Regions from separate parts of the Arabidopsis thaliana genome. Here region 2 is linked to region 1. A link is a contact called in public capture Hi-C data. All regions are on one chromosome and are shown on one strand. The core of a region is the stretch at or near the end of the contact, and the rest is flanking DNA. Distances in the headings are between cores, read along the strand shown. Region 1 holds the start of UVH3 (5'-3' exonuclease family protein). Region 2 holds the start of GATL10 (galacturonosyltransferase-like 10).

Evidence for each region. Capture Hi-C pulls out chosen DNA fragments and counts their contacts.
Region 2: a contact with region 1 is called in a capture Hi-C map of seedling, with 2.1 times the contacts expected there. A contact is called at or near these places in 1 of 26 Hi-C or Micro-C datasets (leaf) and 2 of 3 other capture datasets (seedling and shoot).

The regions. Positions count from the first base shown.
Region 1 is chr3:10,419,752-10,426,844 of TAIR10.1, reverse strand. It overlaps UVH3 (5'-3' exonuclease family protein), which reads right to left and starts at 2,666. Exons shown (of 17, transcript NM_001338929.1): 1 at 2,437-2,666; 2 at 2,108-2,358; 3 at 1,837-2,018; 4 at 1,694-1,751; 5 at 1,136-1,245; 6 at 924-1,050; 7 at 537-614; 8 at 397-450; 9 at 109-293; 10 at 1-28. The coding sequence starts at 2,524.
Region 2 is chr3:10,586,195-10,593,039 of TAIR10.1, reverse strand. GATL10 (galacturonosyltransferase-like 10) reads left to right here and starts at 2,355. Exons shown (of 1, transcript NM_113753.5): 1 at 2,355-4,093. The coding sequence starts at 2,547. The coding sequence ends at 3,644. It overlaps AT3G28330 (F-box family protein-like protein), which reads left to right and starts at 5,281. Exons shown (of 1, transcript NM_001338950.1): 1 at 5,281-6,474. The coding sequence starts at 5,281. The coding sequence ends at 6,474. AT3G28335 reads right to left here and starts at 4,888. Exons shown (of 3, transcript NM_001338951.1): 1 at 4,856-4,888; 2 at 4,270-4,596; 3 at 4,025-4,045. The coding sequence starts at 4,888. The coding sequence ends at 4,025.

The sequences.
Region 1 (7,093 bases), core at 1,417-3,916:
TCTTCCTTCTCTGGCAGATGCCAGTACTCTAGAACAAATTAAATATATCAGTTATTTTCACTTTAGAAAGAACCTTATTCTTTAATAAGACTTCAAACTGAAACTCACTCTTTATCACCAGCAAAAGAAGACGAGAATATAAACTCTCTGTTTGCTTCCGAAGCTATCCTAGAAGTTTGAACTCCACCAACAGCCCTTCCACCAGCAGATCTCTGAACTTCATTTATTTCGCGACGGAAGGCTACAGTTTTAAGATATGCTTCTATTTGCAATTCAGAAAACTTTTCAGGGGCCTATACATAATTACTTCCATAGTCAGTGTTCCGCGTCTCCTTATACATAGAGATTCAAATACATAACTGGACCAAGAATGAGCCAGTGATTTATGTAACTCACCTTCTTGACCTTTTGGTACTTTTGCCGGTTTTCTGCCATCAATTTTTCTCTCATCTACAAGTAAAGACATTATTAAATAATCTGAAACGTCCATGAAATTTAACATGCTGCAAAGATATGGTGTAAATATAGTTAATTACCTGAGCAAGGAGATCAAGTTGCATGGATGGAGGGAGAGAAGCCAGAACAGCTGGGTCGATATTCCCATCCATTACTGGCTAGAAAGGTAGACAAAATCTTATTAGCAGATGAGGATGGTAAAGTATCAGATAACTCCTTAATAAAGACGAAAAAACGACACATAATTCCAAAGACATTATCATGATTCTTTACTAAGCAAATGAGGATTTCATCCAGAATAAGCAATTTTTCCCTTTGCAGAAAGAGGAGCAGACAAGTTGACAAGTGGTGTTGATTGCTTAACTAAAGTATCTTCAACATAACCAATTTATATCCCCTGAATATCTGTAACTTAAGCAACAATAAATAAAACAAGAGAAAGATGTAGTACGAAGACCACATATTACCAATAAAATTTCCTCATCTCCGTCGCTGTCTTCTTCCTCATCCTCCTCTGACGGGATTGCTGCAGCTGAAGTCGATGCTTTGCTAGTAAAGTTTCGTTCTTCTTCAGCTGCAAGGGATGCCGCCAACCTATATTACACCAAGACAGGAAAACACGAAATTACTCTTCAATCAAATAAACATCCTCAATCAATATCTCAATTACTCTTCTTACATCTCATCCAACTTTTCCTGATAATCCTTCCCCTGTACTGAGGAATCCTGTACAAGATTATCTAGGTCATCCCCATCCAACAAAACTCCCTTTCCCTTGGGATCATCCTTCTGCGAATCACCAACAAACAAATCATAGTCGTTATATAAATCTCAACAAAAAAAATCATTTACAAATTACTGAAGAAAGAATGACAGTAAAAGAATTGACATATTAAGGATTGAACATAAAAATACCATGACTAAGGAAGGGCATGTGAAAGCAAATAAATAACAGGTAAGACATCACAACAACACAGCGTCAAATAGATTTCCCAGCTTCTGATTCATTACCGCAAGATGCATGACTAATGGCATAAAATGGAACAAAAAGAATATCAACTATGACAGACATGCACAATTAGCATCAAATTATTTGGAGTTGGTCTGTGCCAACAAATCCCAACTAATGAACAAAAAAGGAATGAAGTGGATACTTAGTAACACAATTCACCTAAGTCAGTCCAACAACACCATCTAATGTATTTCTTTGCAATTCAATGTTTTAGTATTCACTTACCACGGACTCTTTGACAACATCATCAACACCAGTCTCTCCCACCAAAGATGCTTGAGATCTACAACAACTAAGCTCATTAAAGCAAATTCCACCAACAAAACTGAAATTCACGGTTAAAAAACAACAAAAATTTAACAGCTTACACTTCATCTAGCTTCTCCTCCTGAAAAAAACTCGCCCCTACATCATCTTCCTCCACAGGAACTCGCAAATTATCTTCCACAGAATCAGAAGACACACGTTTCTTCACTCTATCACTATCATCCTGCTTCAATCTCTGATTCTTAATATCTTTAGCTTGTTCCTTAAGCCTAATATCCTTAAGCTACAACAACAAAAATCCCAAAACCAACTCAAAACCTCACAAAAACTTGCTAATTATAACCAACCACACCAAATCGAGACTAAACAAACCCTATTAAGCAGCAATTTCTCAGCAGTCTTCCGGATTTTAGTCTGAGCGTTCTCACGTTGACGACGGCGAGCAATAACAGTACGACGTTTCAATGCCGGAGTAGCTCCATCAAAGACGAAGATCGGTTTAGTCCTTAGAAACAAAAGCTTACAAATCCTTCGAAAAAACCCGATCAAGTGTGCATTCTGAACCATATCTCCCTTCTCGTCACGCATCGCTTTGATAAATTGTACCATCCATATACTCGCATCTGCAAATTCGAACGATGAAGAAGAAGCCGGAAAAATAATACAATACAATTGAAGTTGATCGCCGGAGATTTGTTTACCGATGGCTAATCGTTTGTTGGCTAGGGTTTCTACGGAGACACGGCGACCAACAGGAGCAAGAAGCTCCCAAAGACCTTGTACTCCCATTTTTTTTTTCTCAGTTTCTTAATTTCTTGAGAACAGAGAGACTTCGCCGTGTAATTAAAAGCCCTTTATATACGTAGTGACGATCGACGGCGGTTTGAATTTATACGACGTCGTTTTCTCGTTCTCAGGCGTATATTAAAACACGACGGTTATATGTACAAGGAGTCAACAACGCCCGGTTTATGAGCTAAGTACACTGTCTCAATATTGGCCCATTCTAAAGTCTTTTTCTTAAGAAAGGCCCAAAGTCTAAGGCCTTGTTTTCCTTTTTTAAAAAATGTTATTTTGAAGAGACAAATTAGCTACATACCAATTTTTCTGAAAACAAATAAAGAAACAAGAGAAAATATTATTTTTTGTTGGAAAATGTCGAAAAAAACCCAAACTTTTAAATTTGAGATGAAAAAACATGAACTTTCAAGAAGACATTTAAATCCTAAAATTTAGTTTGACTTTTGAAAAAAATAATCAAGTTTCATACTTTCATTGACTTGGCCATTTAGGATATGTCAATCACGGAATTATCTTTCCGTTAGAATCTCCGTAAAATCAAAATGACGTCATTCTAGACATTAGAAAATAAGAAGCAAAATTTGTGATCAAGGGGAATCAAACATCTGACTTTTTGGATTCATAAGAGACACTCAACCATTTAGCTACATTAACATTATAGGATTTTGGTAAACAGAGTGTGTATATATACATAATGAATAAAAAATAACATAAACCATTAGAATATAGAATATTAAATATGTGACATAAAGTTTATACAATCCTTCTCATTTATATATATATATATATATATATCATTAGTACAATTATCACTTTTTCTTATAATTTAACTAAAATAATTTTTCTTTATTTATTTTCCATCTAACTATGAATATTACATCAATTTTAAGTTAGAATAATTATGTTTTATATTTATCTAATATATATTCATATTGATTCTAACTCATTTTCGATATGATATATTAAGGAGCTTTTTGAAAATATGGATTTTATTTTTCTTTTTGATCAAATTAAAATAGTACTAATTTGGATTAACTTGATGAGTAGATAAAAGAACAAAATAAGAAACATTGGTAGTCCAACCCAAAAACATAAAACATATCTAACTTATGTTTGACAAATAAGATGTTTGTTAACAAATAAAATTTTGTTTTCTTGACAAAATAGTTTATAAACAAAGTTAAACATTGAAGGCGTTGAATTTTCTGATTTTTGAAATTATAGTGACCTTCACTTAAAACTGATATAAAAATTCCCCAAAAAAAACCCATCAATTTCAAGTTAGAGAGAAAATTCAAATTAACGAATTGATTGAACTACTTTACTTGTATGTAAACACTCCTTCATAGCAAGAAAAACAATTGATCAATGAAATGACAATTTTTACGTTAAGACTTAAGATACACATATAATCCAAGTGGAGAGTAAATAAATCAAACAATTAATATTAAATTGAAATGTTAGATTACAAAGGTCAACCAAAATATATTATTACACTGAAATCAATAATATGAAAATTAAATTACCAATTAGTATGGTAATTGTCTCGAGTATAACCAGAAGTATTATTAAGTCCAAGAATTTACCTCGAAATAGAGCAGCAATAACTTCCCAAATACATCTTCTCGAGTATCTGATGATAGTAGAATTTTAATACAAAATTGTTAGGATGAGATGAAAAGATAAATCTTAGAAAAAGACTTATAAAAAAAAAGGAGGATTTTTATATACATCACTATTCATAATCATTAAGCATTTCACCAATATTGCTTCCATGTAATGACTTTATTACTTCTGCGCTGTGTAAACTGTTAGACTTTTCTCGCAAATTGTTCCAACATTTCTTGCAATGTATACGGTTGCAAATACAAATTAGTTAATACACCGATCAATATTTACAGCAAAGTATTAATCAAAATCATAAGAGATACTTTTTTACCTATTGATTTGGTGGAACTCATAACCTAACTATTAGCAATGATTGATAATTGTGATATAAGATCATATGAAAGTAGAGGTGTCAAATTAGTTAAACCAAATCAAACCAACTCATATATCTCATATGGAGTTAGGGAGACCAACCAACTCAATTAGCAAATAGTTTGGATTAATTCGTAAGACCATAACTCATTTAAATTAATGGATTGTATATTCTTATTACAATTTAAATAATTAATACTTAATTAATAACCATCATCATCATAATCATCATCACCATCACATCGAATTAACCATCAAACCGAGTGTCATAATCTTCAATAAGCATATTCTCATGTTCGATTTAAGCATGTTCTATTTAGCATGTTATCAAGGACTGTTCTCATGTTTAATTACCATCACCATCATCAAATCAACCGTCATATGAGTGTACAAATTTGATTTAGAATATTTTGTTTCGCTTTACTAAATCGGTTTAGATATTTAATTATGTTATATATGGTTTACACTCTATTGGGTTGGTTATGGATAATCCACTAATCCATTATAACCCAACCTATTTCAATCTAATTCATGAAACTCATCAAATCCTATCTACCAATATCCAAAAGTTCCACTCTTTTTATCCATGGATTTTGGATTAGTATGGATTGATCCATATAAACATCAATTTGAGAACAATAAAAAGTTAGTTGAGTTATGATTATGTGAGATGGTTACCTTCTCTTATATAGAGCATAAAGGAATGAGTATGGTTTTTACGGCTAATTCTTGTTTAGAGTTGGAGCAAAGATCTCTTAAATATTATGCCTTAGAAATTGCAATATTTATGTGGTTCAAAAACAAAAACAAAAATTCCAATCTTAGCAAGATTCGTTCGAATTAAGATTTCTTTCTATGGTAGTGTTATCTCTCTTTCCAATGGATAACTGGGATCTTATAATAACAATTGCAATAAAAAAAATGGTGAATAGATACAAAGTACTGAATAAAAATCTAAAATGTTAGTGGTCGGACGATGAATAGTCGAAGATGATGATTTTTTATTTTACTTCTTTATTAATTGGAAAATCAGAATAAATAATAAAACTGATTTAAATTTAAATAAATTAAAAAATCATATTAAAAAGAAACAAAAATCACCAAATTCAAGAAGGATATACTGAATAAAAAATAAAAAAATTCACCAAAATGTCCTTCAAAATTTTCCCGCCAAACCAAATTCACTAAATTACCATATTTATTATATTTTGTAATTATTAATTTAAAAAAATATATTTCATTTGAGTGTTATTTTTGTCCAAAAAAATTTTGAGTGTTATATTTGTCCAAAAACTTAGTATGCGGCAATATTAGATATAAAAAAAAAATATTTACTTACACTAAAAACAATATCTTATACTTACCTTAACCAAATTTAATAATATGGATATTTCCTAATAGAAAGATACTCAATACCTTGGGATGAATAATGTAGATTATATCTATATTATTTAGGCGAGACACTTGCATTGTTAGTTAATCATATGTTCAGATTTTGGTGAATGATTATTTGGCTATAAAAGGTGATAGTCTAAATTTTGTATTTACGTGATTCATGGTTGATTATCTTCCCATGAAAATTCTAGTTATTGGGTTTCTTTAATTGATTTAAAGGAGCAAATGAACTCTATAAAGTAAAATTTTAATACAATCTTCTAAGAAACAAAATGTCAACTATGAACTATGACAATAAATTCAAACAAAGCGTAGAAAGTTCATTTAAAAATAAATATATTCTTAAAAACAAAGAGCTTTAGATCTCACTCTAGAGATATACCCAGTAAATTCGACCACTAAGAACTTGTAAGGCGCACCGCCATACACTCGTTCTCGAGCTCTCTAACCGTTCGGTAATCTTTGTAAGCTGGAACATCATGAGAAAGTGATTCGTTGATGTCTAAAACGAGGCTAATGAGGTGAGCGATTCGAATGTTGAGCAAGTTCAATGGATGAAGAAGATAGCAAGCAACTGAATGAATGCGAGATAAGAACCTAGTTGGATGAAGGTTAACAGGAAGATCCAGCAGCCAGTGGGTAATACAATGCACACTCAACCACTTTGCAAAATGTATGACTCTGAATATTTACAGAGTAAACAAGACAAAAGAAATCATCACTTTATGAGAGCATACCACACGCCGCTGTAACACATGTAGACCAAGATCATTCAGATCCATATCAGCATTCACCAAGTCCATATACTATGAAAATTAATTAACATCTTTTAATATATATAAAACATACACCAAAATAACTCAAACCTTAATTATTAAACTTACAGTTTAAAAACGGTATAGTGGATAACAATTCGCCGCCTAGAACTTATTTTAGAAGTCTTCAAAAATTTTGTTGCGCTATAATTTTTTCTTCCTTAGAAAACAGTGGAAAAATACTCCCTTTGTTTTTATGTTATATATTTAAAGTTTTTGCTTACGAATCTGCATAATATAAAATACTCCTTCCTCTAAAATATCATTTATTATTTTTTAGAATACGGTCAACCAATAATAAAATAATCGTCAAAATCAATAAAAATACTAGTAATTTTACACTGAAGTTGAAAATATCATATAGATA
Region 2 (6,845 bases), core at 1,106-3,605, 170 kb before region 1:
AAAATTGTAACAAAAAAAAAAAAAATCATAGTTCTAAAATAGAATTTTAGTTATATAGTTAAACAAAATCACGTATGAATGTTTCTATTTCTCTACTGTATTGTTTAATTTTTTGGAAAAATACACTTAAATTTATATGATTATTATTATTAATAGGTTCAGTCACAAATGTATAAAGCACACGAAAAGAAAAAGAACTTTCGTTCTTATAGAAGTCTTAATCTCCAGCGCACGACATAAGATATTCATTTTCATATCTTAATAATCGATTGTCGGTTTGATATAGTTGAATTTCAATGGTTAACCAATTATTTATATTGAAATAAATTTATAGCCTTTATAGTAATTAATAAGAAAATTATATAAATTGAGCTGAATTGCCTCTATTATACTGTATAAAATTGCATACTATGTGTAATACTATTGAAAGCAACTCGTAACAGATGTACCGTAAGATTCTTTTCATTAAGTTGCTTCTAAATAAGAACCCGCTAGAATTGGTAATGTTAGGAAGTTTTGTAATTAGGTTAACATAATTCCAAAGTGTGAGATATATATACGCATTACAAAAGAATAATGACATTTCCAGCCCACAGCCGCACATACAGCTGTCTTCAAACATAACACAATATTTTTGTTTCTTATTTGTGGATTTAATTTTAATGAACAATTATAAGAAAATGTAACCTTTTTAGAAAGAAAAAAAAAATCAATTTTTAAGAAAGTAGGTTTGCATGATTAAACATAAAATCAAAAAAAAAAAACAGGTGAAAGTATAGTGGCTGCTTTCTGTAAAACCAAAAAACGAATAATTATATTCCAAATTTAAAATTTTGATTGTCTTTCTCATATCAAGTGTTCAAATTAATGAAATGATGAATATTATAAAGTTCTCGCTAATTGTGTTGATTAGTTCTGGTTAAAGTAAACTTTTAGTGCGTTGTTATTTTCTATTGTCCACAAAATTATCATAATTGTAAATTATTTTATTTATATTCTTCATTTGTATCGTTTAGAAAAGGAAGAAAAATATAGATATATAAATTCCATTCATATTATTAGAAGCCGAGAACATTTGTTCATGTGGAATTCGTATATGCTATAAATAGTAATAGTAGTTCAGAAAATTTGCTAATCCAAAGAGATCAATTTTTAAAAAGTGAATATTCCAACTGTCTCATAACATAAAATACTGGGTCCTGACGTCCTGTATAAATTTGCAAGAGTTAGATTTGTTTGGAATGATGCTACAATTTGTATACCATTGTCATCACAAGAGAAAATTAATAAACTCTACTTAGGGAAACAAACAAATTCTAGTCATAGAAATGGGTGAAAACCTGCAAATAAAATCCATTCAAACGAGGAATACTCACATGCTTATAGAGTAAACACAAACACTTTCTATAATTTCTTTAATTAGAAGTAGCATTGTATCCAATGAATGTGAGCTGACCATTTAAATATATCATTATCTTTTGGGCGTTAGTCAATAGTGAATAGGTTATATATAATTGTATATCGTAATATGTAGAGATGCACATGGAACCATGTGTTCATTGGACCATTATCAACCCATATTCTAAAATTGCTGGATTCCTACAACCTAACATACTTTTTCTTTTATATGTAACATTTATGTCGATGCGTGAAATGTCTACATTTACATGCGTATTCATTTAATTAAATTATTAGTTAATCTTTCATACTTAATATTTAATAAAACTTTATGTCAATATTGACTATGATGAGTTAGTTAAACCTAACATTTATTTCTGTAAACAAAAATAGGTTATACTTATATATCGTTTATTTAGTATCTTCATCTCCAAAAATTGACCAACTCGAAATTCTCAAAAAACATTTAAAAATTAAAAACTTTCCCTTGCCCCCTAAATTTAACGAGTTAATATGTATAGATCATTTGCTCTCGAAACTATAAAAACTCAAATTTTACATAAATAATCACGCCTCTAAACCGTAATTATTTATTTATGACCCCATTAATGTCAAGATCGGTCCTAGATATATGAAAAAACGAATGATTAAATCTTCTTTTTTTCCGAATAAATCTTGTGAATAGATATGCCATTAAGAGTTTTAATATAACGGTCAATATTATTAACTACATGTTGTACTTGTACATATGTAACTGGTCATAAATGTATCCTTAATCTTTACAACCATATACAATGAACAATATTCACCAATACACTTTTTTTGCAGTGTCTCAAATTCAATGTTTGTTATACATTGACTGTGAGATAATAAAAAAAAAGTAATTTTATGGGTTTCTAGAAATAAAATAAAATATCTAAGAAAAAACAATGATAGTGACAATAAAAGAAAACGAGTTTTAAAAGAGCGTAAATTGACTCTCTTCTTTACAAAACCGCGTTTCCTTTTTTGTCTTGGTCTTCTTCGTCGACCTTTCTCTTTTTCTTTCTCTTGTCCATAAATTCCAGAAACTTTTTTTCTAGACACTTTAGAAACACCAAACCTTAAAAAGAGCTCTGCTTTGAGATCTTAGCCATTAAGTTCTCTTGATGATGTCTGGTTCAAGATTAGCCTCTAGACTAATAATAATCTTCTCAATAATCTCCACATCTTTCTTCACCGTTGAATCGATTCGACTATTCCCTGATTCATTCGACGATGCATCTTCAGATTTAATGGAAGCTCCAGCATATCAAAACGGTCTTGATTGCTCTGTTTTAGCCAAAAACAGACTCTTGTTAGCTTGTGATCCATCAGCTGTTCATATAGCTATGACTCTAGATCCAGCTTACTTGCGTGGCACGGTATCTGCAGTACATTCCATCCTCAAACACACTTCTTGCCCTGAAAACATCTTCTTCCACTTCATTGCTTCGGGTACAAGTCAGGGTTCCCTCGCCAAGACCCTATCCTCTGTTTTTCCTTCTTTGAGTTTCAAAGTCTATACCTTTGAAGAAACCACGGTCAAGAATCTAATCTCTTCTTCTATAAGACAAGCTCTTGATAGTCCTTTGAATTACGCAAGAAGCTACTTATCCGAGATTCTTTCTTCGTGTGTTAGTCGAGTGATTTATCTCGATTCGGATGTGATTGTGGTCGATGATATTCAGAAACTATGGAAGATTTCTTTATCCGGGTCAAGAACAATCGGTGCACCAGAGTATTGCCACGCAAATTTCACCAAATACTTCACAGATAGTTTCTGGTCCGATCAAAAACTCTCGAGTGTCTTCGATTCCAAGACTCCTTGTTATTTCAACACAGGAGTGATGGTTATCGATTTAGAGCGATGGAGAGAAGGAGATTACACGAGAAAGATCGAAAACTGGATGAAGATTCAGAAAGAAGATAAGAGAATCTACGAATTGGGTTCTTTACCACCGTTTCTTCTAGTGTTTGGTGGTGATATTGAAGCTATTGATCATCAATGGAACCAACACGGTCTCGGTGGAGACAACATTGTGAGTAGTTGTAGATCTTTGCATCCTGGTCCGGTTAGTTTGATACATTGGAGTGGTAAAGGGAAGCCATGGGTTAGGCTTGATGATGGTAAGCCTTGTCCAATTGATTATCTTTGGGCTCCTTATGATCTTCACAAGTCACAGAGGCAGTATCTTCAATACAATCAAGAGTTAGAAATTCTTTGATTTATTCATTTTTTGGGGTTTTGGTATGGTAAATTTTGTGAACTCATTACATGGATTCTATGTTTTTTGTTATTCCTTTTTTAATGTACATACAACATAAATACATCGAGGATTTTGTTCAAGATATTGATTATTGATCTTCATTCGGCTTAAGTATTCTTTGCCTCATGAATCATGAGTTGTGTGAATAAAAATAAGCTTATATTATATGTGTTCTATTCCAAATCACATACCTATATTTAAGAAAATAGCAAACAGATTTTTATTTATCTAAATACATTTTCATATATATGCTATCAACCTAGTTAACTCTAAATAAGTATAATTGGATCATGTATTTTGTTTTGTTTCATTAAAAATATGTTTACCAAAATACAAAACTAGTTAGTAAGAGGAGAGATCTGCGGATACTTGAGGGGTTTTTTCATTAAAAATGCCAAGTAGAAACTATAATATGATTTTGCAACGATATTTGGAGCTTTTTGTGGTTAATAGAACTTTTTTTCTTGGAAAATTTGTATCAATAACCAACAAAAATTTAATAATTTACTAACTAACCAAAATAAAAAAATGGATGATATTCAGTATATTTTCTACAATATTTGCTATTATACCTGTTTCTTACCACCACAATCATCTCCGTCATCACCGTCGCCGCCGTCATCACTACCACTACCACCGTCGCCGCCGTCATCATCACCGCCGATGCCGCCGTCATCATCACCGCCGATGCCGCCGTCATCACCACCACCACCGCCGGTGGAGCTACAACCCTTACCGGAACGAGTGCCATCACCGGAGTCACCACCCCATCGTCGGGGTTCCCATTGTCACCGGAGCCTCCATCGTCACTAGAGCCACTATCGTCGCCGGAGCTACCATCGTCACCAGAGCAACCGCTGTCGCCGGAACCACCTCCGTCGCCGTAGCCACCACCGTCGCCGGAGCCACTCTATTGCCGGAAGGAGTGAGTTGTAATTAAATACCCCATATGTGTTAGTCATTGAATTATGCATATTATAGTGTTAAGTTATTTAATAACTTTAACAAATATAGTTATTCACTTAATTTACCCTTTTTTTCTTTCTCTAGCGAAGCTAAAGAATTGGGGCTTTTATTGACTTTTTCTCTTAAATAGTTAACTGTGTAATGTGGGAATTACATTTTGAGCAAATAAAAAAGAGTGTATCGTTCCCAATATACACAAAAACCGATTTTGTTATGCAGTATGGATTTGTAGCCATTGGAAAGAATTGCTCAGTTTCTTTTGGATTTGTAATATGGGTAAGAATGTTTTATATTTAAGCAAAATGAGAGAAAAAATTGTTTTATATGTTGTGGTGTTATAGTGTTTCCATTTGATAATAAAACAATAGTGTTGTTAACTTATAATTGTTTTTGTTGGAAAAACTTTTCTCTTTTAACTATAAAAAAGCACTTTAAATCTAGAAAGGGCTTAAATAGGGCTCAACCCTATTTTAAACTTTTTTAGGCTTAAAAAGGGTTAGGGTTTACTTAGGATTGGACTTTAAATAAATAGGGCCGGGTTGGGCCGGAAAACCCTATTTAACATCCCTACAAAATCGAGTGAAACCCTAATCGAGCACGCACAAAAAAAAAAAACCTAATCCAATTCATGGAGAGACAAAAAAAGAAGGATATGGATTTTCTCACAGAGGATCTATGGGAGATTATACTTGCGAGATTACCACTAAAGAGCATCATCACCACTCCAAAACTGGTTTGCAAGGTATGGAAATCAATCATTGAGTCTCGGTGTTTCCGCGACCTTTTCCAATCTCTACACCAAAACTCTCATCATTCTTCATGGTCACTCATGTGTAGAGGTTGTGAGACAGAGATCATGTCTCACTATGGATCTGACAATTGGAATCTTAACCATTCTCTCGGTTATTACATCTCTTCCTTCCTTACCGACAAATTCGAGAACTATAATGAAGCTAGAGTCGTGTCTTACACGGATGTTGGATTGATATTGGTTCATCGAGTGTCAAGTCAGTCTTTCTACGTAGCTAATCCTGTTTCTAGGCAATGCGTAGAGATTCTTCCTTCACAGAAACTGGATTGTTTCTGGATTTTGGGAATAGCTACAAGAGTTGAGAATGGCGTCGTTTTAGGTTACAAAGTTGTTCTGTTGAAACCTAACTTCACTTTCCTCATATATTCATCTGAGACAGGCTTGTGGAGTCTCAACAGTGACACTTTTCCTTTCAGCTATATATCTCAAGAGTTTAACAATCCCATTAGCTTGAACGGAAGTCTTTACTGGCTCGCCCACGGTTCCGAGTATCAAGATTTCATTGTATCCATCGATTTCTATGTTGTTGATAGCCGCTCTGATCGATGCCGCGCTACGCCATTTCCTGATTTAGATAAAGTTCCGAAATTCAGAAGAACTTGCACAACTTCTCAAGGATGTCTCATGTATATGAACATATTCTCTATACCAAAAGTTGATGGTAATTTAGAGGACAAGTTATGTGTATGGAGGCTAGAGAGCTGGCAATGGCGACTAGTATTCGAAATATCTTTGGATTCTATTAAGACTGGTTTCGATTATATTCCGTTGGGAACAGACCCTTTTGATGCTAAAACAGTCTACCTTTGGAGTCGCAAATGCTTGTTATCTATTAACTTACACAATGGAGACATTGTGCTCCACAAGGATGTGGAACATAGCAGCGCGGGTCGCATTCTGAATTCCGTTGATTGCCCGAGAGATATGACATACATCTTAGAATCAAACTTTGCCTCGTTCGTTCTCCCACAGTGGATGCATCCGTTCCCTAGCACGGTGAGGAGTGTTTAAATCTAATATTTGTAAGACTTTCTTTGTTCCTTATCTGTAGGAAGAAGTTGTAGGATGATGCATAGTTTTCTTTTGAGTGCTTTCCTTACCGCGTTTTGCAATATAAGTTCGTTTTTATTCTGCAAAGAAAAGCTAGACAGATGTATATAGAAAACATGTCTATAAATTTGCAATAAAAGTTTTTAAAATCGTAATAATCTTTGAATATTCACGGTTACAAGTTTTCTAATTCTCGCAATTGGGAAATGAATTCTCAAATATACTCCCGCGCTGAACAACATAACAGAATAAAATTTTTCTTAGCAAAAATAGAGAATAAACCTGATTGTTCCTAAAATACAATCTTATTTTAATCACCAATTATTTTATTT